Linked DNA regions of Mus musculus: all the other regions are linked to region 3. A link is a contact called in public HiCAR-type and promoter capture Hi-C data. All regions are on one chromosome and are shown on one strand. Each heading gives the region's core, a stretch centred on a gene start, on an enhancer-like site or on the middle of the called end of the contact. The rest is flanking DNA. Distances are from core to core; before and after follow the strand shown. Region 1 holds the start of Elmod1 (ELMO/CED-12 domain containing 1). Region 2 holds the start of Acat1 (acetyl-Coenzyme A acetyltransferase 1). Region 3 holds the start of Dmxl2 (Dmx-like 2).

Region 1 (4,328 bases), core at 1,780-4,279, 530 kb after region 3:
TGAATTTCTATTCACTTCTCAACTTTACACAACTAAGCAGACTTGCACAAGACCTAAAACATTTTAAGTCCATGGGTTTCCTATTTACTAAGAAAATCCATCCAAGAATTCTCTCTCAATTCCTAGTTCTCCAAATCACAATACTCAAAGCTCAGGCTAGACTGGGGATAAACAGATGGGCCTCAGCATCTACCCCACCCACAAAATTATCTAGATGAGACATTCCTCTTTGCTTGTTGCCCAATCTAGTCTTGCTAAAGAAAGAAACCTTTGGGTGGGGAAATTCTTAGTCAAATAGATTCCTAAAGAGAATGTTCAATAAGTGATGCTATCAAGGAGTATGTCACTATCCCAGAAAGACCTGAGTTCTGTGTTACTAAGGGTGAGTCAGCACTGAGCCTGAGGAGATGACAGAACACAACAGCTTCTAATTCTGCCCCAGCCTCTTCAGCTCTCCTCTGTGACTCTGCATACAGATCCTCCTCTGTGGACTCTTTATGCATTATTTGTAAAAGATAATTCACATGGTCTCAATCTCTTCGCTGTTGATTGCATGGTAAACTTTTGATCAAGTTTGGGGTTTTATGGGTTTTTTTGTTTGTTTGTTTTGTCTGTTTGTTTTTCCTGAGACAAGGTCTAACTAAATATATAACCCTGGAACTCTCTATGTAGAACAGGCTGGCCACCAACCCATAGCAATCTGGCTGCTTCGGCCTTCCAGGTGCTGGGTGTAAAGGTGTGCATCACACTTGGCTGCTGCTTCCTTCCTTCCTTCCTTCCTTCCTTCCTTCCTTCTTTCCTTCCTTTCTTCTTCTTCTTCTTCTTCTTCTTCTTCTTCTTCTTCTTCTTCTTCTTCTTCTTCTTCTTCTTCTTCTTCTTCTTCTCCTCCTCCTCCTCCTCCTCCTCCTCCTCCTTCTCCTTCCCCTTCTCCTTCTCCTCCTTCTCCTTCTCCTTCTTCTTCCTCTTCTTCCTCTTCTTCTTCTTTCTTCTTCTTCTTCTTTTCTAAATCCAAAAGTAACTCAAAACCCAGAAGAAAAAAAAGTAAATTTGTGGCTAATGGAAAAATCCATAGACCAGGCAAGGGCCAAGTTAAGTGTCATGATTGTGGAATTTATTCCACGGTTACTAGGAAGACCTGTTAAAAAGAATGTGGTCGGAAGGCCCAGCATTCCTGTAGTCGGTAAACTCACTGAGGATCCCCCACCCACTAGTCATCTGCTAAGTTCTTTAATAAAAAGATGAATGAGATCTAACCCTGGAGGTGCCCACATTATACAGTGTCAAAGTGGTTAGTCATTAGTCATCATGGACACCCATAATCAAACAAGCTTCAGGAGAGCTGGTTCTTAAGCTCAGACAACAACAGGATCGAGCGAAATACTTACACAATCCAGACAGCAGGAAGGTGCAATGAGTCAAATGATATATTTTGGAGAATAACTATTTCTGTAAATACAGATAATACATGAGAAGAGACTCATGAGATTTGGGAATCTCGGTTGACTTTGGCCATTTAACAAATACTGTTCCTCCAATTAGATAATAGATACAATACAACTGCTCTGTCTCCCACAACACACGCCTCCTACTCATTACTTGGGATGGCAAGTTCTTCCTACAAATAATTTGAGATTAGAACAGTTTTAGCTGATGGAATCAAATGAAAGGGGGAAAAAATCAATGGTTTAACAACAGACTAGCAAGGACCCACACATTTTGGTTAGCCTGAGGCCATTATTAATATTATTATCCATTGTTTCAGAGATAAGTCAAGTCTCGGTAGATTCATTTGATGGGTAACACAAAGTCAAAAACAACTTGACCTTTATTCTTGATAATACTCTCCATTTTAGGTATTTGTTGCCTTTCTCTGGTTTTGTGATTGTTATTGGACTCACTATGTAGACCAAGCTGCCCTCAAATTCAGGAAATCCACCTGCCTCTGCTTCCCAAGTGCTGCCGCCATTCTGGCTTGCCTGTCGTTTTCAACAGATTGTAAATTCTCTGAGGAGAAAAACCTGTCTGTCTTATTTGTTGTTGTTTTCTCAGCACATTGTTCCGTGCCTGCACAAAACAGTTGGCTTGGTTGTTTGACCTTCTTATACAGCAGTAACCAACTCTACTATGTGACAGCAGCGTGTCCAGATGATCTCTGACAGCCAGGCATTAACTTGTATTGCAGCCACGTTTCAGAGAAGGTAACATTGATCACAGAGAGTGAGTAGGTCGTCATGAAGGGGAACGGAAAGGGTAAGGTAAACCAGAAGATCGGAACACCACGAGCAAAATCAAAGCCTTTTGAAGAAGTCAGTTTCCCTGTGTTGTTCGGAAACTCTTATCTATGAAGACGTTCTACATAAAACCGAAAATAGGACTGAGGAAGGGTGTGGGTGTTCGGGAGTTCAGCCATTCCACTGCAAGAAGGCAGTGTTCCCCCCAAATAATTGCAGACCAGGATATCTATAATTTATCCCATTATACTTAAACTTGTAATGAGCTGTTGTTTATGAAACCCTCGATGAAACACAGGCCTGGGCCAGGGAAGACCCACCGGGGCTCTCAGTTACACCTAATTAAAGAACTGGCTCTTTGACAACTTCACCTGACCTGTCCAAGAATCAAGAGAGGAAGGGGATGCCTGGGGGGAGTCAGAACACACAGGAAAGCAAGTGAGGGTTGGGTATCTGAATTGGGAGGAGGTAAAAAAACAAATAAACTAAAAACAAACTTTGCCTTCTGGATAATCCACCTCAGAGGAACTGGAGAACATTCCTTGCCCTAGATTCTTCAGGAATCCCACTGACAGGTCTTCCCAGGTTCACAACCCTGGACTTCTTTAGGGGTGGTCGACTCTGACTCCTGCACAGTTAAACTAGGCCACTGCGGCCAAGTGCGCAGTTTTAACCCTTTCTTCCCACATTCTGGCGCGGGGGCCTGAGCTCACTCCTCCCCGCCGCGCCCGCGCCCCGGGGTTCCGCGACTGAGCATGCTCAGTAGCCGCCAGCGTCTTGCTCCCAGGGAAACCTCTGCACGCCCTCCCCAGCTGCTCTCGGTCGCCTCCTCTCTGCCCGCTGCCCAGGGTGCAACCCGGCTTGCAGGGCTCCACGCGACCCAGATTCCCGCCCCGCCCCCGCCCCTCCCGCGCCCGCAGCCAGTGCGGCAGCCGCGGCCGCCTCTGTCCAGCATCCGCTCGGGGACCAGCCGCGGCGATCACGGTCGCTAGTGCGTAGCAGGAGCGAAGGCGGAGATGGAGACCACACTGTTGCGATCCCAGAGCTGCTGAGCCCACCACTGTCTCTGCTCCGGTGAGTCGCGACCCTAGAGGAGCCAAGGGTGAATGCCCTTGGAAAAAAGAGAGGTGGCAGCTGACCTGTGTGTGTAGGGTACAAAATAAATGGGGACAGTGAGGGGACGTGAATGAAAGTGCGCACTACCTGGGTGCCGGAGCGCCCGAGTCACCCAAGACTAAATCCTCTTTCTCATCGTGAGCCGGGAAATAACAACCCGCGGCGCTGCGGGTCAGCGCTGGAAGCTGTTTGCGTCCCTGGGGCGCAGGTCGCCTAGCGACTGAACGCCACTGCTGGTGCTTAGGGAGGAATCCCAAGCGGGAACAAAGAGCGGCCTGGCTGGGGCAAGTGGAGGGTCCTGGCCCCTAAGGAGCCCTCTGTCCTGCCGGTCAGGCCCCGGGGCGGTGCCAGGCGGCAGAGTGGCAGAGCTGTAAACCAGAGGTCTCTGAGCCTCCACCCTGAGCCAGGTCTGCAGGGCTGGCGAGCGCACCTCCTTCTACTCCAGGAAACTCCACTCTTGGAGCATCTCCTGGGCAGGTGCAATTGAACAGGCGGGCGGAGAGCAGCCGTGAGGAGCTGTTAAAACAGGAACAGTGGAGCGAGGTGTGCTGTTTTTCCTAGTGCCTTTATTTCCAAGTGTGGGCACCAACTGCTCCCCCTCGTCGTGTTTCTGCTCAACCTCTAAGTGGCGAGTCCGGTAACAGACCTTATGAATATTTCAGAAACGACCTCACAGACTCGCTCGCTTCAGATCAAGTTTAATGAATATGTGTGTAAGCCTTTCTGCCCCGCACAAACAGATGGAAGCCCAGGCCACTGCTTGGAGCTCTCCAAATTTCATCTCTTTCTTCCCCACCAACAGAGAAAAAGACGTCGCAAATCCCCGCAAGCCTTAGACTGGTGTCATAAATTGGGGCTGTCATTTGGAGAGACCGATTTTAGGCAGCCACCCAGGCTTTGTTCTGCATCTCAGCAGTGTGTGCATGTTGTGTCGGTCGCTTGACAACCGTCCTTAACTGCTATTGCCAATATGGTGGAAAG
Region 2 (3,948 bases), core at 9-2,508, 890 kb after region 3:
CATGTAAAGAGCTAGGCGTGGTGGCCCTTGATTGTAGCCCCAGTTCCATGGATGGGTGGATAGGGTTGAAGGAGTAGAGATGGTGGCTTATTAGCCAGCCATTCTAGTGCAAGGAGAGATAGACCCTGTCTCACAAAACAAACAAAAACAAAACAAAACAAAAAACACCAAACAAAAAGCAGCAGAGAGTCTCAGAGGGAGTTATCTGAGGTTTACCCTTGGCCTACACAGGAGTGCACACAATTACATGAAACAAGTCGACTTGAAGTAAATTGTTCAATTTGTATGTTGTGCCTTTTGTTTTACATCAAGGAAAATTAATGTCACAAGCAGAAAGATCTGCTATCCCCAACTGAAGATTCAAAGTCAGCAAATGGCCTGGCATAGTGCTTTTAATACCAGCACTAGGGAGGCAAAGACAGAAAGATCTCTGTGAGCTCAAGACCATCCTGGTCTACATAGTGAATTCCAGGATAGCCAGAGCTACACCGTGGGACCCTATCTAAAAACTAACCAAACAAAACCTAAGCAAAACAATCCTCCAACTAGCCTTAGCAATGGGTTACACAAATGTGAGAATTATCATGTAATATCAGTTAATGCACTGTTTCTGTTTTGTTTTAATTATTTGGAGACAGGGTCTCCGTCTGTAGTTTTAGTTGTTCAGGGACTCGCTATGTGGACCAGGCTGGCGTCGAACTCATAGAGATCCACCTGCCTCTTTCCTGAGTGTGTCCCATCACACCCAGCCTGCGGGGAGTTTCTTTGAAAGTTGATGTAATCTTATTATTACTCAGTGAAGTTTAGATAGTAATATGTATTTTACTTAGCATCCTACAGAAAAACAACTTCAACATTCTTTTAACGTAAGAAATTGGTTTATTTGTATTATAAATGAATATAATGGGAATTGCTGGAAACATTTACCAACATCCTTTGTCTGGGTAATACAGTCACCTGATCAGGCACGGCAAAGTGAATGGAAAGTCTCGGACTGCACGAAAACTACAGGCATCTGGAGGCAGAAACAACTGGCATCAACAATCAACAGTTTAGCGTGCACCACCTAGGTGTCAAGCCACGTGGTCATTAGTCCTTTTTTTTTTTTTTTTTTTTTTTTTTTTTTGGTCCAGGAGAGCCTCAGCTCAGTCCTCGGGCCAAGCGCCAGGCCCCGCCCTCTGGCTACGGGCCAATCGCCGCCAAGCGCAGCGATCTTGGACTGCTATTGGAGGAGAGGGTCGGGGCGGTGCCCGCCACGACGTCGCAAGCTCTGCGGTGGGGAAGTGGAGGCCGCGGCGCGTCTCTCTGCCCTTGACAGCCTTTCGCGTCTCCATGGCTGCCCTGGTGGCTCTGCACGGCGTCGTCCGCAGGCCTCTGCTTCGCGGGCTGCTGCAGGTGAGCAGGGTCGATTCCGGGGGTGGGCCGGGATCGGGGAGCCCACCAGCCGCCCGCGAGGTCCGTCCTCGTGGGCCACAGCGCTCAGCACCAGCGCCTTGGGGATCGAGTGCCTGCGCCGTCGTGTGTCAGTCCACCTGTCAGTCTGTGCTACTGTCACGCTCCGCATCAGCTGTGCAGCAAAGCTTGGGCCTGACCAGGCGCGATCCCAGACTGCAGAGAGCTGAGTCTCTCTGTAGGCCCAGGAGTTTCTAAGACGTTTTTGTGACCTTGTGATTTCCTTTTCCTTGTTTTTTTGTTTGATTGGTTTGAGTTTTGGGGTTTGGTTTGTATTTTGTTCCACTGGTTTTTCTGTGGAACCCTTGCTGCCCTGGAACGCTCTCTCTCTCTCTCTCTCTCTCTCTCTCTCTCTCTCTCTCTCTCAAGATCAGGCTGGCTTCGAGCTCATTGGTCTTCCTCCACCTGCAGAGTGCTGGGATTAAAGGCATGAACCACCACCTGGCTAATCATTGGTTTAATTAATTGTCTTAATCAGAGCTCAGGCACTATATGGCAATCAGAAGATTGTCTTAAAACTAACAAGATGGCTACTGAGACAGTACAAGAAATAATTTTTATTTGAAGTGAGTGCCTCGCTTCTGATGGTTGTGTTCGGCGAACACTTTGTACTTTCCAAAGGTGACATTCTAGACTTTGTCGGTCAGTCTTTAAGAGTCTGGAGTTAGGTTTGCGTGGTTTTGTTTCTGAGAAAATCAGGGTTCGCCGAAACGGGTAGTTCTGGCAATAGGAGCTGAAAGAGAGCATTGCTCTGCAAGAGATTGTGAAAGAATAATTGAGGGCCCGAGGCTTGGAGCTGGAAGCTGAGGGCAAACAAACTATAAAATGAATCTTACTTGAGTTGCTGCTCGGGCAAGAGGAGCTTGAGATCAAGGATTTCAACCCACGTGGGCAATTTGGAGATACCCAGTCTCCGAAAGATAAAAAAACAATAAGTACTGGGTGACTGCAGTAATAGGAAAGCCAGAGGGATAGTCTATTTTCTCATCTGGAGATGGGCAGAACCTCACTCGTAAAATAAGTGTTCCCGGGGCTGGAGAGATGGCTCTGTGGTTAAGAGCACTGACTGTTCTTCCAAAGGTCCTGAGTTCAATTCCCAGCAACCACATGGTGCCTCACAACCATCTGTAAAAAAAGGAATCTGATGCCTTCTTCTGGTGTGTCTGAAGACAGCTACAGTGTACTCATATGCATAAAAAAAAAAAAGTGTTCCCAAGAAAGACTCGTGTGCCTTTTTCCTTCTGACCCTTCCTTCTCCTCCCCTCCCTTTTCTTGCCTCTCTCCCCGCCCCAGCCCCACTCTCCTTCCTCCCCCTCCCCACCATTACTATTACTCTCTTTCTAGTGGTTTTGCTAACTAGGTCATCTGACTTTGAACTCCTCACTCCCCTACCTCAGCCTCTGGATTATCTGGAATTGAAAGAGTAGCCATCATGCCCAGAGGAGTTCTGGATGAGTAAGTAAGTTTCGCGAGGATGGCTGGAGAGAGGTCCATGAAATTAGGTTAACTGGGATTCTGGATAATGTGCCTGGACGAATTAATTAGATAAGCCAGGTAGTCAAGGTGTGTAAACAGAAGTGTGCAGAGCCGGCTTAGTCTACACTGGAGGCTTTATAACCAAGTGCAAACTATCTTCTGCATGATAAAAGTGAGTCTGAACTGGTGTAATGGAGTCCATCTAAATGTAATTCTGCATTGAAGAAGCTGAGGCAGGAGGATTGTGATTTGAGGCTACCCTGGGCTGTATAGTGAAAGATGGTCTCAAAACAGGGCAACCAAAATAAAATTGATGTATAGAAATTGATATAGAACTTGGGTCTGGAGGAGGGATTTCTGTACAGTATCAAATGTAATTTAATGATCAATGAATCCCCTACGCTCTTAGTCCTAGATTTGGGGCCTTCTCTATCTTCTTCTTCTCTGGGTCCCAATGACCTAAATTTGTCTCTTCCCAGCATTTATTTTTATACTGTCTAGTTGCCTGTGTTCTGGGCTCTTTTTACCACTTGTAGGTTATGTAGCATATGCCATGTGCCCATCTCCCCTTTATGTTGGGTATTCCTCTACTCTAGAATGGTCTCCAGAATGCATGTTCTTTTTGCCTCTTCATCATGAGTTCTGGAATTAACAGTCGGGTGCTTGGGACTGAATCCAAGTTCTCCAGCCCAGTTCACCTTTTTGAACTCTAGAAAAGATTTTTTTTTTCTTTTTTGTGGCTTTTCCGAGACAGGGTTTCTCTGTATATCCCTGGCTGTCCTGGAACTCACTTTGTAGACCATGCTGGCCTCGAACTCAGAAATCTGCCTGCCTCTGCCTCCCGAGTGTAGAAATGAATTATTGCATGTCACTTGAATTAAATTAAACAGTAATTTATATAACCATAGAAATCTTTCAAAGAAGAATTTTTTTTTAAATTTTCTTCCTTGAACCTCAAATCATTTTTTTTTTAAAGATTTATTTATTTATTACATGTAAGTACACTGTAGCTGTCTTCAG
Region 3 (3,992 bases), core at 626-3,125:
GCAAGGGGAGGAAGGCATTACAGAGAGTACAAAGAACATGAGTCAAGTCAGGGAAGAACAAAAAAAACCCTAGAATGCTCTGAAGAACGGCATTGATTCAGGGGGGCTGGAAACTAGTGGGTAATAGAACAGCCTGAGCTAAAACAGGGAGATTAGGCAAAACTAGATTGAATGGATTGTCAAACAAGTTGAGGAATGTGGACTTTTAACTTCTAGGGAAAGGGAGCAACTACAGATTAAAATGGTTTCTCCGGGGCTGATGGCGTAGCTCAGTGACAGAGGGCTTACCTAGCTGGGGCCAGGTCCTGGCTTCGCTTCCCAGTACGCCCTAAACCAAACAGAGACTGTTTCTCTGGATGGATTGGAGAGAGAATGTACTGAAGACAGCACATGGGCGGCAACTAGGGTAGTTAAGCGAGAAGCCGTGAAGGCGGAGCCACAGGTAGAGGGCTGGGGAGCCGGTGAGGTGCATGGATTGTGAAGAGAAATGGATGGGTGGAGGTGGGGAGTGACTCCCCCCCTCCCCGAGATCTTAGCCTGGGGGTTTATGCCACTATAGATGAAAAGGGATATGCCTTAGGTCGCTGGGAATTAGTTGATTACTGATGCTGCTTTCCCGGAACAGTAAACATGCGGAATCTGCCTCCATTCTCCACCCTCGGCACATTCACCTGATTATACATTTCAGCTGAGAAGTAGCAGATAGCCTTTAGGACAGGCAGAACAAAATCTGGGCTTCTCAGTGGATTCAGTGTCTCGAAAGCCCTGGACATAGAGCCCCCCTGGGTGCGTGTATTTCTTGTTAACTATCATATCTTTCCCCTAACTGATATACCTGCCTCAAGCATTGAACTTAGTGTCTCCCCCGTACATTTTACTTTCTAGCTCTCCTAATTTCTTTATTATAATGCTTTATTCCTAGTTGCTCCTAGCCTGTCAAAATTGAATCCAGGGACTCATTACTCTATGTCCTCAGAGAGATCCTTCCAGCCCCCTAGTTAACATATTGTAACCTCATCGATTTTTGTATCTTTTGTAAGCCTTGTGCGTGTTTGGTCTTAAATTTTCCTCGTTAACCTTTGTTCCGTGCCGCGGTTTCTTTTCTACAACCTGAGCTAAAAATCGCAAAGAATTGACCCGGTGTGTGTGTGTGTGTGTGTGTGTGTGTGTGTGTGTGTGTGTGTAGTGGGGGCAGGGATCTGATTTCAAATTAGCAGACAGCCTGGAAAAGCAGGCGATTCTGCGACTTCATGACATCATACCCTGGGGGAAAAACACTTTTAGATAGAGGGATCACCGGTCTCTAGGGGGACGTGTGAGAAAAAGTGTGAGCACAACAATTTGCTGTCGGGGGAGTTCAGCATCCCTTAAAGGCTGTAAGATGCTGCATACTTTAAAGTAGACAGAAGGACCTTAAGATCATGGGATTGCCCAGTGATGGTAGTGTCCTTCCCCTGAGGTCAGCGGTACTGACCAGCACGCGCTGTCCTCGAGAGACGCTTAAACACTTAGCAAAACAGGCCGGCCCCCTGGCCCCGCCCCTGGAGGTCTGGGCCCCGGGCTCCCAGGGAACTCCCGCAGGTCTGCGCGCGCAACCGGCACAGAGGGTCCGCGCGTCGCGGCGCGCGCAGTTGTCCTGGAGACGGTGGCGCGCGCACGCGCACGCGCGGCGCCGAGAGCGTGGCTTCCCGTGTGAGCGCGTTCTTTTGCCTGCGCGCCGCGTCCCCGCGCCGGGCGCGCGCCGGCCTCTCCCTGGCGCGCGGCGTGACGGCCTCGCACGCGCCCCGCTTGCGCGCTCTCCGGCGCCGCCCCCGCCTCGCACGCGCCGCGGCCCTGCGCCCGCACTGTGCGCCGGTGCGGCAGGCCGTGGGAGCATCCGGGCATTTCCGCAGCCGAGCGGCGGTCGGGCTGCGGCGGCCGGAGCCTCTCATGGCCGGGCGGCGGCCGGCAGACGACAGGCGAGCGGGGCGCTGAGTCCCGAGGACGCACAGGAAGAGCGGCTGCGGCCGGGCGCGGGACTCGTCCTCCTCTGGCGCAGAGCTCATTCCAGCCGGAATCCCGAGATGCATCTGCATCAGGTCCTCACCGGGGCTGTCAACCCTGGGGACAACTGCTATTCGGTGGGCAGCGTCGGGGACGTCCCCTTCACGGTGAGCAGAGCTGGGGCCTCCCGTAGGGCCGTGAGCGACGAGCCCACCCACGCCCCCTGGGCTCTGGGCTTGGGCGGGGGTAGGGGAAGGATGAGGAATCACCGCCCTCGTCCGCCCGCCCGCCCGCCCGGTGAGTGCGCGGGTGGCGGGGATGGAAGGTTCGGGGCAGCCCCGGGGTCTGCGGTGCCGGGAGGGAGGTGTTGGCAGCGGCCGAAGCCCGGGGCGGCTTCCACCTGCTCCTGGCTGGCAGCGAACGGTCTTGGTCTCAGGGTATGGAGGCGGTGCTGCTCCCTGGCCTCCCGAGCTGCCTGCGGCTTTAAACGCGCCCTCTGTATCTCCCTAGGTAGAATTTTAGCATACGGGAATAGAAAAATCCGCTCTCTCCCTGAAAGAGTTAGAATGGAAGTCACCTTTTCATGAGTGGCCTGTCTTATCTAGCTCAGGGTTCCGTTTCGGTAATCCTTTCAGGTATTAACTTAATCTTTGCAAGCTAGTTTTTTTTTTTTTAATTTTTTTAAAGCCTGAAGCAGTGTTACATTTTAAGACTTTCCTTGGGCGTGTGATAAAAATGTATGTAAACATAGCGTTTTGGAAACCAGCACCTCCCTACACGACATAGTCAGTTTCTCAGCCAGATGGGTGGGATTCATCAATCCTTTTTTGAGAAAAGGCTGATAAAATCAAGCTCTCCCAGAGATTATTTTGTAAGATTCACACGGATTAATAATGTTTTTTATATTAAGTATATACATGGTCCTTCTTAGAAGGAATTGTATTAGTGAGACCTCTATTAAGTACATATTGATAATCATTATGCTTAATTAAATTGGATATTGCTTAGTAATATGCTTTTTAGACAACGGGAACCATTTGATTTGATGTCTACAGCAGCATGTTTGTAAAACTGCAGGAAAAATTACAGCAAAACTGCAGAATCATTATGTAGCACTGCATTCTGGAACACTTTATCTGTTTTTAATGTTTTGTGATTCATTTAAAAAAAAAAACCTCAACAAGGTTGCTTCTTGGCCTTAATAATTTTAAGATGTAGTCAGCTCAGGTTTGTTCTAGTTTTGAAAGAATACTTTTAAAAATAGGGTTGTTTGACATATTATTCTTTCACTAATCAGTGGTGCTGAGTTTGCTACACATGTGACTTAAAACATCAGTCTAGGGCCCTGTGACATGGCTTGCTGGATAAAGGTGCTTACTACCAAACCTAGAGACTTGAATTCAACCCCCTCATGACTCACATGGTGGAAGGAGAGGACAAACTCATGCCAGGTTGCCCTCTGACCTCCATATGCTTACTGTGTATTCAGGGTTGCCCCTCCCCCACAATGAAAATCGTTAAAAAAAAATACCAGCCCAATAATATTAACATAGGCTGGAGCTTGGTCTTTAAGTGTGTGGAGGCTGTTTGGAGAATAGAGAGAGAAAACACACACACACACACACACACACACACACACACATAACCTTTGTGTCTTTCAGGAAAGGAGGAGGACCTACCGTAGGATCATAAGAGAGTTTCCTTCAAGAAATAAATCTGGATTTTCGATTATGGAGATTTCCCCTTGTGGGGTGCTGGTAGTTTACCGGGTTCATCTAAAAGTGAGGCACTAGCTGGGTGTGGTGGCACACACACCTGTAGTACTTAGGTGGTAGAGGTATGAATCTATGCTTAAGATAAACGAAACAACACCAAAAAATAGTGTTTCTCTTAGCTCCCGGCAGAGCTGGTTTACAGAGTTAAACTAGATTCTGCCTGGAAAGGCCAGTCAGTGTAAGAACCATCAGTGCTTTGCAGGTGCGGGCAGGCCACAGGCCATCTGTGGCCAT

What was found. Promoter capture Hi-C pulls out the DNA fragments that hold promoters and counts their contacts. HiCAR-type assays count read pairs that join an accessible place to other places.
Region 1: a HiCAR-type map of astrocytes shows a contact between it and region 3, with 2.2 times the contacts expected there. The contact joins the promoter of Elmod1 here to the promoter of Dmxl2 in region 3.
Region 2: a contact with region 3 is called in a promoter capture Hi-C map of liver, with 2.7 times the contacts expected there. The contact joins the promoter of Acat1 here to the promoter of Dmxl2 in region 3. A contact is called at or near these places in 2 of 39 promoter capture datasets (both in liver), 1 of 484 Hi-C or Micro-C datasets (liver) and 1 of 115 datasets of contacts at active chromatin or transcription factors (astrocytes).

Annotation. Positions count from the first base shown.
Region 1 is chr9:53,974,002-53,978,329 of GRCm38.p6, reverse strand. Elmod1 (ELMO/CED-12 domain containing 1) reads left to right here and starts at 3,029. Exons shown (of 11, transcript NM_177769.4): 1 at 3,029-3,305.
Region 2 is chr9:53,607,660-53,611,607 of GRCm38.p6, reverse strand. It overlaps Acat1 (acetyl-Coenzyme A acetyltransferase 1), which reads left to right and starts at 1,258. Exons shown (of 12, transcript NM_144784.3): 1 at 1,258-1,395. The coding sequence starts at 1,333.
Region 3 is chr9:54,499,509-54,503,500 of GRCm38.p6, reverse strand. Dmxl2 (Dmx-like 2) reads left to right here and starts at 1,875. Exons shown (of 44, transcript NM_172771.2): 1 at 1,875-2,150. The coding sequence starts at 2,064.